Linked DNA regions of Ovis aries: region 1 is linked to region 2. Evidence: chromatin contacts called from public Hi-C data. All regions are on one chromosome and are shown on one strand. Each heading gives the region's core, a stretch centred on a gene start, on an enhancer-like site or on the middle of the called end of the contact. The rest is flanking DNA. Distances are from core to core; before and after follow the strand shown. Region 1 overlaps LOC132657871 (a long non-coding RNA gene). Region 2 overlaps PDE3B (phosphodiesterase 3B).

What was found. Hi-C and Micro-C count contacts between places; a contact is called where the count stands out from the background.
Region 1: a contact with region 2 is called in a Hi-C map of liver, with 8 times the contacts expected there. The contact joins two enhancer-like sites. A contact is called at or near these places in 9 of 16 Hi-C or Micro-C datasets (blood, hypothalamus, liver and 3 more).

What each region holds. Positions count from the first base shown.
Region 1 is chr15:37,942,044-37,949,803 of ARS-UI_Ramb_v3.0, forward strand. All of the region lies in intron 1 of LOC132657871 (a long non-coding RNA gene), which reads right to left. Among named protein-coding and RNA genes, the nearest start is that of PSMA1, 18 kb to the right of the region's middle. Within about 2 kb of position 6,013, at least 9 of the 54 cell types and tissues checked have an H3K27ac peak or open chromatin away from gene starts, as enhancers often do. A contact at or near this core is called in liver, where this site is marked.
Region 2 is chr15:37,729,330-37,736,698 of ARS-UI_Ramb_v3.0, forward strand. It overlaps PDE3B (phosphodiesterase 3B), which reads right to left. Exons shown (of 14, transcript XM_042233027.2): 2 at 3,603-3,653. Among named protein-coding and RNA genes, the nearest start is that of PDE3B, 110 kb to the right of the region's middle. Within about 2 kb of position 4,017, at least 3 of the 54 cell types and tissues checked have an H3K27ac peak or open chromatin away from gene starts, as enhancers often do. A contact at or near this core is called in liver, where this site is marked.

The DNA of each region.
Region 1 (7,760 bases), core at 4,763-7,262, 210 kb after region 2:
TTAGACAGAGAACTGGGGTAAGTCAGGAGGAACAGATTTTAAACCAGTTTTCTCACTAATTCTTTTGATGGATCCCCAGGAGGTCCATTCCATCCATAGACAGAATTCAGGGTGTCTGTGCATTTTAAAGGGAAAAAAAATTTCATCATTATTTTCATTGATGTCTAATTGAAATCTACCATTTCCTTCAAGAGTTCTCCCAATTCTGCCTACTATTCATGTCCTCCCATTTGTAGGCTTAAATTGGCCACATAGCCCTTTGATTATTAATGTAGACAGGAAACCACAGAGTATTAGCAGTACTCAAGGATTTTTTGCCAAGGGAAGTCAGACATTTCTTACTGCTTTCACATTTGTTGCAGATATCTGAACCTATCATATCTATTCATCACTACATCAAAATTATGGTACTGAACAGACTTGCTGTTCCTCAGTGATCAATGCAAAGAAATAGAGGAAAACAACAGAATGGAAAAGACTAGAGATCTCTTCAAGAAAATTAGAGATACCAAGGGGACATTTCATACAAAGATGGGCACAATAAAGGACAGAAATAGTATGGACCTAACAGAACCAGAAGATATTAAGAAGAGGTGGCAAGAATACAAGAGATCTTCATGACCCAGATAAGCATGGTGATGTGATCACTTACCTAGAACCAGACATCCTGGAATGTGAAGTCAAGTGGGCCTTAGAAAGCATCACTACGAACAAAGCTAGTGGAGGTGATGGAATTCCAGTTGAGCTATTTCAAATCCTGAAAGATGATGCTGTGAAAGTGCTGCACTCAATATGCCAGCAAATTTGGAAACTCAGCAGTGGCCGCAGGACTGGAAAAAGTCAGTTTTCATTCCAATTCCAAAGAAAGACAATGCCAAAAAATGCTCAAACTACCACACAATTGCACTCATCTCACACACTAGCAAAGTAATGCTCAAAATTCTCCAAGCCAGACTTCAACAACATGTGAACCATGAACTTCCAGATGTTCAAGCTGGGTTTACAAAAGGCAAAGAAACCAGAGATCAAATTGCCAACATTTGTTGGATCATGGAAAAAGCAAGGGAGTTCCAGAAAAACATCTACGTTTGCTTATTGACTATCCCAAAGCCTTTGACTGTGTGGATCACAACAAACTGGAAAATTCTTAAAGAGATGGGAATACCAGACCACCTGACCTGCCTCTTGAGAAATCTGTATGCAGCTCAAGAAGCAACAGTTAGAACTGGACATGGAACAACAGACTGGTTCCAAATCAGGAAAGGAGTACATCAAGGCTGTATATTGTCACTCTGCTTATTTAACTCATATGCAGAGTATATCACACTAAATGCCAGGCTGGAGGAAGCACAAGCTGGAATCAAGATTGCCAGGAGAAATATCAATAACCTGAGATATGCAGATGGCACCACCCTTATGGCAGAAAGTAAAGAAGAACTAAAGATCCTTTGATGAAAATGAAAGAGAAGAGTGAGAAAGTTGGCTTAAAGCTCAACATTCAGAAAACTAAGATCTGGCATCCAGTCCCATCACTTCATGGCAAATAAATGGGGAAACAGTGACAGACTTTATTTTTGGGGGCTCCAAAATCACTGCAGATGGTGACTGCAGCCATGATATTAAAAGACACTTGCTCCTTGGAAGAAAAGTTATGACCAAAATAGACAGCATATTAAAAAGCAGAGACATTACTTTGTCAACAAAGGTCCATCTAGTCAAGGCTATGGTTTTTCCAGTGGTCATGTATGGATGTGAGAGTTGGACTGTGGAGAAAGCTGAGTGCTGAAGAGTTAATGCTTTTGAACTGTGGTGTTGGAGAAGACTCTTGAGAGCCCCTTGGACTGCAAGGAGATCTGACCAGTCCATCCTAAAGGAAATCAGTCCTGAATATTCATTGGAAGGATTGATGCTGAAGCTGAAACTCCAAAACTTCGGCCACATGATGGGAAGAACTGACTCATTTGAAAAGACCCTGATGCTGGGAAAGATTGAAGGTGGGAGGAGAAGGGGATGACAGAGGATAAGATGGTTGGATGGCATCACCGACTCAATGGATATGAGTTCGAGTAAGCTCCAGGAGTTGGTGATGGACCGGGAAGCCTGGAGTTCTGCAGTCCATGGGGTCGCAAAGAGTCGGACACAACTGAGGGACTGAACTGACTGACTGAACAGACTTGCTGTTAAACATCTTGTAATTTAACATGTTAACAAAGAAGCACATATATTGCTACCATATCAGATATTTATTTTTAATATTCTGATAACTGTATTTTGATAGAATCGGATTCCTTTGGATTCTTACCTATTTTATTTTTAAAAAATACTTTGCTTTCTCTATCATCTCTCTCTCTCCCTTTATATAGGCAGGGACCTGTACTGGTCTTCATTGCTGTGTGCAGGCTTTTCTCTAGTGTGGCTAGCGGGGATTTCTCTTGCTGTGCAGCACAGGCTCTAGGCGAATGGGCTTCAGCTTAGTTGTGGTACATGGGCTTGGTGGCTCTCTGGCATGTAGAATCTTCCCATACTAAGGATTAAACCCGTGTCCCTTACTGGCAGGTTCTTATCCACTGTACCACCAGGGAAATCAATGTATTTTTTTTTTAAGACATCTTTGTTGAGATAAAAATCATATAACATAAAATTCACCCATTTAAAGTGCATGTACAATTCAAAGGCTTTAATATAATCACAGGCTTATGCAGCCATCACTACAATCTAAGCTTAGAATAGTTTCACCACAAGAAGGGAAACTCATACTCAGTAGCAGTCACCACCTACTCTTTTCCTCTCTGTCCCCCAGCCCTCGGCAACCACTGATATACATTTGGTCTTTATAAAATTTGTCTATTCTGGACCTTTCATATAAATGGAATCATACAATGTGAGTCTTTTGTCACTGTTTTCTTTTACTTGGCATGTTTTTAAGGTTCACCCAAGTTGTATCATGTATCAGGACTTCAATTCCTTTTTATTGCCATCTAATATTTCACTGCATGGCTATACCATATTTTGTTTATTCATATTGATGGACATTTAGGTTATTTCTACTTTTCAATCAGCATGAATAATAGCTGAAATGCTATGAGCACTCACAAATGTTTGTGTAGATTATATGCTATGTTTTCATTTTTAATGGGTTTATACCCATATTCTCAGTCACTAAGTCATGTTCAGTTCCTTGAGACCCCATAGACTGTAGCCCACCAGGCTCCTCTGTCTGTGGGATTTTCCAGGCAAGAACACCAGAGTAGGTTGCCATTTCCTCTTCCAGGGGATTTTCCTGAACCCATGCCTGCACTGACAGGCAGATTCTTTACTACTTGAGCCACCTGGGAAGCCCAGGTTTATACCTAGGAGTGAAATTACTTGGTCATATGGTAATACCATGTTCAGCCTTTCGAAGAATTGCCAAACTGTTTTCCAACGTGGTTGCACCATTCTAGCTCATCACTAGAAGTGTTTGAGGGTTCCAATTTCACAACATCCTCTCCAACTTATTATTGCATGCTTTTTTATTACAGCTATCCTAAGGGGTATGAAGTGAATTTGAATTTCCCTAATAGTTAATGATGCTGAGCACTTTTTCACACGGTTATAGGCCATGGGTCATGGGATCTCTTCTTTGGATAAATGCCCATTCATATCTTTTACCCATTCTTTAATTGGATTGCTTGTCTTTAATTATTGAGCTGCCAATATTCTTTATATATTTTGGCTACAAGTCCCTTATTAGATCTAATTTTTCTTAAGAAAAAAAAATGACAGAAGAACAGAACAGACAGACTTAGACAAATCTAGACCTTAGTGTCATTATTTGATAGTCTCTGTACATGAACCAATAAATCCTCCTTATTGTTTAAAAAAGTGAAACATTAGGTTCTAAAATTAGATTACAGTGATGGTTGTACAGTTCTGTAAATATGCCAAACCTGTGCATATCTTAAATAGACAAATTTTATGGGCTTCTCTGGCAGCTCAGATGGTAAAGAATCTCCTGCCATACAGGAGACCCAGGTTCTATCCTTGGGTCAGGAAGATCCTCCGGGCGGGAAGGGGGTGTGGGGGGGGTGGGGGGTGGAAAATGGCAACCCACTCCAGTATTCTTGCCTGGGAAATCCCATGGACAGAACAGCCTGAGAGGCTACAATCCATAGGGTCGCAAAGACTCAGCAGACACACTGAGCAACTAACAAAAACAAAATGGCATAGGAATCAAATTTCAATAAAACTGCTAGTCCCTTGGACTCCAAGGAGATCCAACCAGTCCATCCTAAAGGAGATCAGTCCTGGGTGTTCATTGGAAGGACTGATGCTGAGGCTCCAACTCCAGTACTTTGGCCACCTCATGCGAGGAGTTGACTCATTGGAAAAGACCCTGATGCTGGGAGGGATTGGGGGCAGGAGGAAAAGGGGACGACAGAGGATGAGATGGCTGGATGGCATCACCGACTCTATGCACATGAGTTTGGGTGAACTCTGGGAGTTGGTGATGGACAGGGAGGCCTGGTGTGCTGCAATTCATGGGGTTACAAAGAGTTGGGCACAACTGAGCGACTGAACTGAACTGAACTGAAAAAGACTAAAGAAACCGTTGCCTAATCTACATTCATAAGGTTTAATTTTATGTTTTCTTCTTGGAATTGCATTGCTTTAGCTCTTATGTTTGTGTTTTTGATCTATTTTGAATTAATTTTTTTACATGATTTAAGGAAGGGGGTCCAACTCCATGTACTTTATTTGACATGCTTAAAAATATTCTGAAAGGGAATCACAGGCTTCACCAGACTGACAAGGTGGTCCATAGCACAGAAAAAGGGAGGCATCTTTTTGGACTATACCCTTATTTCTCTGGGTCTCAGTCTCTTCCCCTATAAAATTCATGGATGGGGTTGAATTGGGAAGTCCCTTTCAGCTCTGTGCTGCTCTTAACTATGTACACCTTATGGGTAGAAATCAATGATTCCTTTCTCAAGAAAATACCTGTGTATGACGCCAGCTGCTTCTAAGTTTACTTAAAAGGAAGCCATTGTCTGGCAACCCAGGGAGGGCTCAGTCAGAGCTCTGGAAAGTGTTTTAAGGGGTAGAGGTGACACAATAGGGGAAGGAAATGTTTTCTATTGAAAAGCAGTCAATTGCCTTCAACAAGTTGCCAACAAACTGGGAAAAGCCTTTTTCTTTTTTTTCCCTCTGGTTTCAGTTGAATGCCAACTTTCGGAAGGTAAGGGGCCTAGATTAAAGGGTCATAAACACGACCAAATGAGGGAGGGAGTTTTTTTCTAGGAAGTTAGCAGGAGAGATGCCATACATGCAAATAAGGTGCCATAACTGAAGTCATCAAAGGGAAATCAGGAAAATACATTCAAATCTTTGCTTTCACAATTGAAAAGGAACTTCTACAGTTTTACAATCGATCTTCCATATTCCTTACCTTAAAAAAATGTTTTAAACATACTGTGAAGGGTCTTAGGTATATATTAGTTGGGGCTCTTTCAAAATTAATTAATTAACTGATTATGAGATAAATTGTTGGAATTTTTAAAAGCTTTAACATCAGTTTTTTAAGCTCTTTGATCACTGTCTATATGCATTGCAGTTTTTCCTGGAATCTATTTCTACACAATGGAACTACAGATCATAATAATTACAAAAAGTAAGAAAATGTTTTTAAAAATCCATTAAATATGGAATTTTAAAAAGATTATAGGACATTTGCAGAACAACTAGCATAGTCTCCTGAGATTTGTATGTTACCTACCCCATGCATAGACTACACTAAATTCTGTTTCCACTAATTTGCAAGTCTTTCGTTGACATCCATTTAAATGAACAGTAACATTTATCAAGCAGGGGGAAAATACCCTTAGGGGCTTGAATGTCAGGACTTAACACTTTTCCTCTCCCCAGCACCTTTTCCTCAGGCTCTTCCCCCTTCCAAGAAGGACCAACAATGTGGAGAGGAAGAGTGTGGCCAGAAAGGAAGTAGGGTCAGAGCTCAAGAGCCCTGCCAATTAGTCAAAGGTCAGCACAGAAGGGACTGTCTGTGAAAGGACAAGGAAGCAGGCGTCTCTTGAGCCAGCTGAACTGGTCGGCAGCCAGTCTGTCTCTTCGGCCAGAGTGGAGTCCCCACGGTTTTGTGTGGCACCATAAGGAAAAAATGCTCTGTAGAATAGGGTCTAGCTTCACCGTTTTAGGTGAATAGAGGGTGTCAGCTGGGGGTCAAGAGGCAGAGGACAGAGAAGACCCTAATGATATTTGCTGCCTCAGAAACTTACAGACTTATTTGTAAAGACTGAAACTAGTAAAGACTGCTTAGAACAAAAATTATGAAATCTGGTCAAAGGGTTGTATGCAAAGATGCCATTTTTTTGTACATGTACTCTCATGGTGATGGGGGAAAATAGTGAAAACCATAGCACTCTAATTAGGGGAAAAAAACTATTGTTTTTCATAAATTCATAACATTTCTCATGCCAATAATTTTCTTTTGGCACTAGAACACAGGAATGATGCCCCCAAGTTTTTGCCCCTCTCCTCAAAATGAAAAGGGAAGTACAATTCATTTCTCAGGAACAAAATGCACATTTCAAAAAAAGAGCATTAAACTAACATCAGATAACTTATTCTAAACTATGTCCCCCTTTAATTGGACTTTTCTTCAGATTTACTAAGAGAAAAAGTTGATCTCTAATCTCCATGTGTTAGTTTCTTTTTTTTTCTCTCTCACATATACTTTCTCATGCAAGTAGAATTTTACTGTTCGGTGAAAATCCAGTTGCAATCTGTCCGTTATCAGTATCAGTCATTAGACATTTATGTTCAGAAGTGATGGACCTTTTTGCTCTTTCTGCATTTAGATGACCTCAGCCTATTTTCTGAGAAATGATATCCCATCCCCACTGGGGACAAACCTCTCCTAAATGCCTGCCTAGCTCACTACATTTTTCACAGAAAGAAGAGTCCTGAGGACTAGGTCCAATGGGGAGGAACTGCCCAAACTGGCCTGAGACAACATGGCTGGATCATTTCAGTTCAGTTCAGTCGTGTCCGACTCTTTGCAACCCCATGAATTGCAGCACGCCAGGCCTCCCTGTGGCAAGTCCTTATTTTCATCATCTTAGTTGCAAAGAGACAAGGTCATGGCCTGGAAACACAATCTTGTGCATTTGAGAGCCAGCCAAATGGAGAGAAGCAATTGGGATAGCTGAAACCAGGGGAATGGTCTGAACAGAGCTGGGGAGATGGAGAGGGTCAAGGGAAGGGTTTCAGTTCTAAAGTCACAAATGCAAAACCGGTGCCAGAGCGGTCTTTCATGTCAACTCTTGAGAGAGGTTCTGTTGCTCAAAGGAGCCACCCAGCACTCCAGGCTAAACACTGCAAAGCACCAGATAGATCAGATCTATTTTTATTCTCTCTTTTATATATTTTATTTTCATCTCAGTACTCTATTTTTTTTTTTAATCCTTTCAGTCTTCCTTCTGTGAGTTCCTGTTTTTAATCTCTATCCTCTACAGCGCTAAGCTCTTTTTCGGACTTTTAGTACTTTTGCTGTTCTTTTTTTTTTTTCCTTTTTTCACGTAGTCTGATCTGGAAACTGGGTCTTTATGTTGGCCTGGATTTCTCAGGTCTCTAATCAACTCTGTGGAAAGTGGAATAGCTTGGCAACAGGCATAATAATAATAATTAAAAATAACAGCACAGAACTAAGAAATGAGATTCAAAAATAAGGAGACTGATATAGGCTTTCTTGCTGAAAATACCTA
Region 2 (7,369 bases), core at 2,767-5,266:
CCAAAGAACTAAATAGACATTTCTCCAGAGAAGACATACAGATGGCTAACAAACACATGAAAAGATGCTCAACATCACTCATTATCCGAGAAATGCAAATCAAAACCACAGTGAGGTACCATTTCACGCCAGTCAGAATGGCCGCAATCCAAAAGCCTACAAGCAATAAATGCTGGAGAGGGTGTGGAGAAAAGGGAACTCCCTTACACTGTTGGTGGGAATGCAAACTAGTACAGCCACTATGGAGAACAGTGTGGAGATTCCTTAAAAAACTGGAAATAGAACTGCCTTATGACCCAGCAATCCCACTGCTGGGCATACACATCAAGGAGACCAGAAATGAAAGAGACACGTGTACCCCAATGTTCATCGCAGTGCTATTTATAATAGCCAGGACATGGAAGCAACCTAGATGTCCATCATCAGACGAATGGATAAGAGAGCTGTGGTACATATACACGATGGAGTATTACTCAGCCATTAAAAAGAATACATTTGAATCAGTTCTAATGAGGTGGATGAAACTGGAGCCTATTATACAGAATGAAGCAAGCCAGAAAGAAAAACACCAATACAGTATACTAACGCATACATATGGAATTTAGAAAGATGGTAGCGATAACCCTGTATGCGAGACAAAAAAAGAGACACACATGTATAGAACAGTCTTTTGGACTCTGTGGGAGAGGGCAAGGGTGGGATGATTTGGGAGAATGGCATTGAAACATGTATAATATCATATATGAAACAAATCACCAGTCCAGGTTCGATGCATGATACTGGATGCTTGGGGCTGGTGCACTGAGACGACCCAGAGGGATGGTACGGGGAGGGAGGAAGGAGGGGGGTTCAGGATGGGGAACACGTGTATACCTGTGGCAGATTCATGTTGATGCATGGCAAAACCAATACAATATTGTAAAGTAATTAACCTCCAATTAAAATAAATTTGTATTAAAAAAAAAGTTAGCTTATTACCATCTAAAAAAATAGCGAGATTTTTAACATAAAAAAAGACAAAGGTGACAATACAGTGCAAAGAAGAAAGATAGATTTTTTTCTCAATAACTGGAAGTGGATCAACTAGATAACTATGTGGGAAAAAAGCTGTCTTGATACATAAACCACAATACAGAAAAATCAATTATAGATGTATTACAGATCTAAAAATGGAAAGTAAAACAATAAAACTGCTAGGAGGTAACAGAAGAGGGTAGACACCGCCTAGGGAGTAGACAAGATGTTCTTATGTAGGACACATACAAAAACCACTAAATAAAAAGGAAATGATAAGTTGACATAAAAGGAAATGATTGATGAATAGAGTGTTTTCAATAAGACACCATGATTAGCCACAGACAGGGAGAAGATTTCTTAAGGAATATTCATGTCCAAAATACATAAAGAACTCCTACTGATCACTAAGTAAAAGGTAGATAATTGGTGGGGAAAAAATGGGGAAAAGATCTTCACCAGAGGATATCTGAGTAGCAAATTAACATGAAAAGATTCTCAACCTGATGAGCCATCAATGAAATGCAAATATTAAAACCACAATAAGATACTCTTCAACAGCTACCAGAATGATTTAAAACAGACACTACCAAGTGCTGACAAAGATGTGGATCAACTGGGAACACCTATATACTGCTGATGGCTGGGTAAAAGTAATAAACTCTCTTTGGAAAATTATCTGGTGCTTCCTGCTAAAACTGAACATATACATGCATACTCCCCTCTAATATCCAACAAAAGACATCAAGAATATTCCAACAGCGTAACTTGAAATAGACAAAAAACTGAAAAATAAATGTCAGTCTACTATAGACTGGATGAATTGCGTGTATATTCATTCAATAAAACACTAAATGGAATAAGAGTGGGTGAATTACTACTACGCATAATAACGAATTAATCATACAGATAAATTTTGAAAAAAGTAAAACAGAAAACACATATGAGTGATTCTATTTACTTACAATTCAGAAAAAGACTAAGTTGTGATGACAGAAATCAGTACTGAAATAACACCTGGGAGAAGCTGATGACTAGGCAGGGGACTTTTGGGGTGCTGAATTCATCTGAAAAATGGTCACATGTATATATTCACTGAGAAAATTCATCAAGTTGTACAGTTGTGACTTGTGCACTTTTATACATGAGTGTTACACTTCCAATTTTTTCTTTTTTTGGCCATGCTGTGTGGCCTACCATATCTTGAATTCCTCAACCAGGGATCAAACTCGAGACCAGGGCAATAAAAGCACCCAGTTCTAACCACCAGACTGCCAGGGAACCCCCTACATTTCTTTTCTTTTTTTTTTTTTTAAGGATTATTCAAAAGAAAAAGAGGGGTAGAAGAAATAAAATTCTGTGAGACTACAAGCCCATGCTTGAACCATCACTGCTTACTATCTTTAGATTTTAGCAGTAATTTAGATACTCTTCTCCTGGAGAAGGAAATGGCAACCCACTTCAGTATTCTTGCCTGGAAAATTCCATGGACAGAGGAGCCTGGTGGGGTCCATGGGGTCGCAAAGAGTCGCCCATGACTGAGTGACAGAGCACGTAGATGATACTCTTTTAATTCGAAACTGAGAATCTTGGTGGACATGACTGAGGCAAAGGCCACTATTTAGGTCAAGAAACCCCAGTCCCTTTTATTTAACAGGTCAGATGTGGCCTTCCTCACTTCACCTGACTGTAACAGTGACATCAGAGAATATAGGCTGTTGTGGTTATCCCATTTATTGTTTAAAAATAAGACTCAGCCATTCAAAGGGGTGTTCATTTTTCAAAGTTTTATGTTGGAACAACTAACATTAAATAAATAGATGTGATAAATAGAGTTAATGTTTCTGTACACACGTATGACAAGGATTTGATATTTATTAATCTGTTAGTATAAAAAAAATCAGGTTTCAAAATAGCATAGGGAATATAATATCATTTTTGTACTAAAATTATACAAACTATACATTTCAGTACACTGGAAAACTAGGAAAAGATCTATAAAGATATATATCAAAAGTTAACAAAGTTATCCCTTGATGTTTGATTTTCCTTTGTTCTCCTACACGTCTATTTTCAGTTTCACTGATACCAACATAAAGTGATGAAAAATCTTTTAAAAAGTCCATTTCGTATGATTCCATATGTGTATATCTATCTATATATATATTTCATAAATAAAACTAATTTCTAGAAGTATGAATAGGGGATTTTCTCTGGAGACATACGTAATGACTACAATGGTACATAAGTGAGGCTTGTAGGATGCTGGTAATGTTCTATTTTTTGTTATGGGTACTAGTGACATGGGAAGTTTAATTTGTGAAAATTCATTCATCTGTGCAATTTCCTATTGATAGCCCAGATTGTACCAGCAACATTTAAAAACTAACTATATACATTTGGTTACTGATCATTTTCTTTTCCTTTGCAATTAAAATTTATTTTTAAAAAATCTACCTAAATGAAGTTTTGGTTATTTTAATTCAGCTAAAGAAAAATCTTATGGCACAGAAGTCTTCTGAATGTAACTTTATATGTCAAAAATGTGATTACAGATGGTAACTATTAGTGATACCATTTATATTTACCTGATAGTGAGGTTTATACCACTGCTTTAAGTCCCAATCCCAAAGAATCATCTGAAAGAAAAAATAAATAAAAGAATTCATTTAGTTACAAAATGGAGCATCTTCAATTACACAAAAACAGCTTAAATTTTGGGAGAGAAATTGGGGAGGTGAGAATAAAAATGATCTCTAGATGGAATATTTCATTAATTACACACTCTGTGATTGAAAAAGCAAGAGTCAGAATAAAGTCACTAAACTAAGCTATAGTAACCTTTAAAATATCTATTACCACAGAACCAAAAATATAAATCCAAAATCACATCCATTTACTAAAAATACAGGAAAAATGAGAAATCACCGCTCTCCCCCCTTCCCAACCTCTCCAATGGCTCATAATTTGTCATTTTAAACCAGTGTCAGTAGGTGGTGCTATTTCCTTACCAACAAGGCTCTGTTGTCAAAAGCACCTTTAAAAACCTTGCCTGTGGGTTACATAAAGCATAAAAGAGTGGATTTATAAAAAGTTACACACAACCCTTTTGATTCACAGATTTAATTAGTTTCTCTGTTTCTCTTCTTTATAGATTATCAATGATAACTTCTTAGTACTAGACTAGTTTTTTCCTGCCCGTCTCTTCCTAGCAGGCTGTGGGGCTACTTCCCCATCCAACAGTCAACGACTGTTCAAGTAGACAAAATTAGCTCAAATTTGGCAAGCTATAGCTGCTAACTACGATTAAATCTAATTTCTTTTAAATTTACTTAAATTGTTAAATAAGTTTCTTCCTTTTGCCTAAATAACTGATATAATGACGATTTTCTACATAGCTTTGAACCCTAACCGTGAACATAAGCCTAGTTAATTTGTAATCCAATCACACAATTTCTCTGTACTGAAATATTTGTTTCTAGTCATCAGGCTCCTGATGCAAAAGATCTTAAAATGTTATCTCTTCTTTCATTGGTCCAATATTTCATCTAGGAGTTGACAGAATTTTTTCATAAAGGTATAGATAATTTAGGCTTTGCAAGCCACATAAGGTCTCCATGGCATATTCTTTGCTTTCTGTTTTACAATCCTTTAAAATGCAAAACAAAACAAATATTCTTAGCTCTGTGACCACACAAAAAAGGTTGCTAGCAGGATTTAGTTGTGGTCTACAGCTTGGAGACCCCTTTTAAAAATCATTGGTTGTCCTTATCACCATCTCCTTGTCAACATCCTTGCAGAAAGTCATCTCTTGCCAGTGAAAAGAACATATTTCTTCCAAAAGAAAATCCAGACATACATAACTGCTTACAAAATTGATGGACTAGTACCTGCAAAATTGCTATGGTACAGCAACATGAAAAGAATTTAATATATATTAGTAGACTCATCAAATTTACACAGTATTTTATATAGCCCTAAGTGTGGTCCTCATATAATTGCTTCAGGCTGTGATTTAACCAGCATATATACTGCATTAATTAATGCAGTTTAAGACACTAACAACTTCCTAAGAACATTCACATTAGGATTAAAGTAACCTAAAATCCCCAAGTTTCTTGTATACTTGTTATAAAAAGTAGTGAAAGTGTTAGTTGCTCAGTCATGTCTGACTCTACAACCCCATGGACTGTAACCTGCCAGGCTCCTCCACCCATGGAATTCTCCAGGCAAAAATACTGAAGTGGGTTGCCATTCCCTTCTCCAGGGCATCTTCCTGACCCAGAAATCGAACCTGGGTCTCTTGCACTGCAGGCAGGTTCTTTACCATCTGAGCCACCAGGGAATACATGTTCTATTTGCATGCTATGGTTACACAACTGGCTTTTTAGTCCCGAGTGCAATACTTTACTTCAGTCCTGATTTTAGCCTGTCCAAATTTCTTTGGAGAGTGGAATGTTGACTAGCCCATTTACCATTCTTCCCATCATCATGACATTTGTAAATGTGATGCTTCCTTAAGTTCACTAAAAAAAAAAAAGTACAGAGTGGACAGGAATGAAGACAGGACCACCGACTGGGTCACTAAAGACTACCTATGAGATTTGTGTCTGAGTCTGCACACTTGCCTAACATGCTATTGTCCAATCCATACTCCCACATTTCTTCTACAAGGGTACCATCAAATGGTGACATACCTGGGCCTCATTTCTCCTCCTCATCAGTCTGAGTAGAAGCTGATTTCTTGCTAACTCCAGCATACTTTCATCATGAGGGTTTCTTAACATTCCTTGCTTCCCACCTGCTACTCTGGCTTTGAATAAACTCTCGAGCAGTAGCTGTCTTATTTGCAGTCACTTTCTCTGTGATCAAAAATACATTTGCCAAAAAGCAGCAGGTCTTAGTCTGAAATCCCCTGCATATTAGGAACTGAAATAGATACAGTGAAAGCCACAAATCGCTGGCAGACTGACTTCTGTGTAAACTGGACAAGAAGAATATTAGTGATTTTGAGAAAACAAAATTTCTGCGTAAGTAGTAGAAGATGTATGATCCAGGAATCATACAGCTGCAGCGAGATACATCTTAGAGCAGAGTTACTCAATGTGTGGTCCACAATAAGAAAGTACAGAAATGAAGAGTAAATGTTTAGAGATGTTTATACCAATTTGATGTAAAATTTGCTATTTCATGTCATTTGAATATTATTGCTTTTATCTATTGAATTTGCTTTCTTGGCATTTCTTATTCGCCAATCAAAAAAACAAATGGCTCAAAATTGGTTTTCTAAAGCTCAAGGTACTAACAAAAACAGTAACATAAATAACTCCAAATAAATGTTAAGCCTACATCAAGAACAACACTAATATAAACTCACTACAAATCTGTGGGTGTGATAATACCACACAAAACCATAAAAGCAAAAATATTACTAAACCATACAACAGTGACCATCTAAAAACTGGACTCTTTCTTTAGACTGCATGTTATCTACTTTGAAAGTTTTATGACAGTCACGCAAAATGTGAAGCCTTTTCGGTAAACCAGTAGAACTTTTCCAGAACAATCACATAAAACTTTCTTATATGAAACTGAAGATTTCTGCTTCTAAAATAGAAGTGACATAAACTGGAGGCACTATTCAGCTTCTGTGCACCCCAAAGGAAAAGCATATAATTGCCAAGAGATGTGTAAAATTAACCACACAGATGATAAACTTTATGCCAGAAGAGAGAACAGACCAAAACATCTCCAAAATGTATTTACTATGCAACACCCTGGGACATCACAGAACTGAAAAGGCATATAAGGCAAGAGTGATTACTGTCATATTTATACACAGCAAATACTTCAGGGGCTTTCCTGGTGGCTCAGACGGTAAGAGTCTGCCTACGGTACAGGAGACCTGGGTTCAATCTCTGGGTCAGGAAGATCTTTGGAGAAGGGAATGACAACCCTTCCGTTATTCTTGCCTGGAGAATCCCATGGACAGAGGAGTCTAGTGGGCTACAGTCCAAGGGGTTGCAAAGAGTAAATGCACACATGGGATGAATCTAGACCAGCTCTTGGTTTACGTTCAATACACACAGCAGAAGATGGGGGGCAACTTTTTTATGTTTATCACTGAAAAACCCATATTACAAAATAGGAATTTTTTTTTTCCTATTTAATCATTATTTTGTGAACTATGATAGAGACTTGAAAATGTGCTGGAATTAGTTCTGAATCAGTTATTGCACAGCAAAGAAGAGCCTGGCTAAACAATGAGAGTATCTCTTAACTGCAGATCTATCACTGCTTTATTCACAGAAAACGGCTGGTGGTTAAAACACACGCTGGGCACGATTCAGTGGTA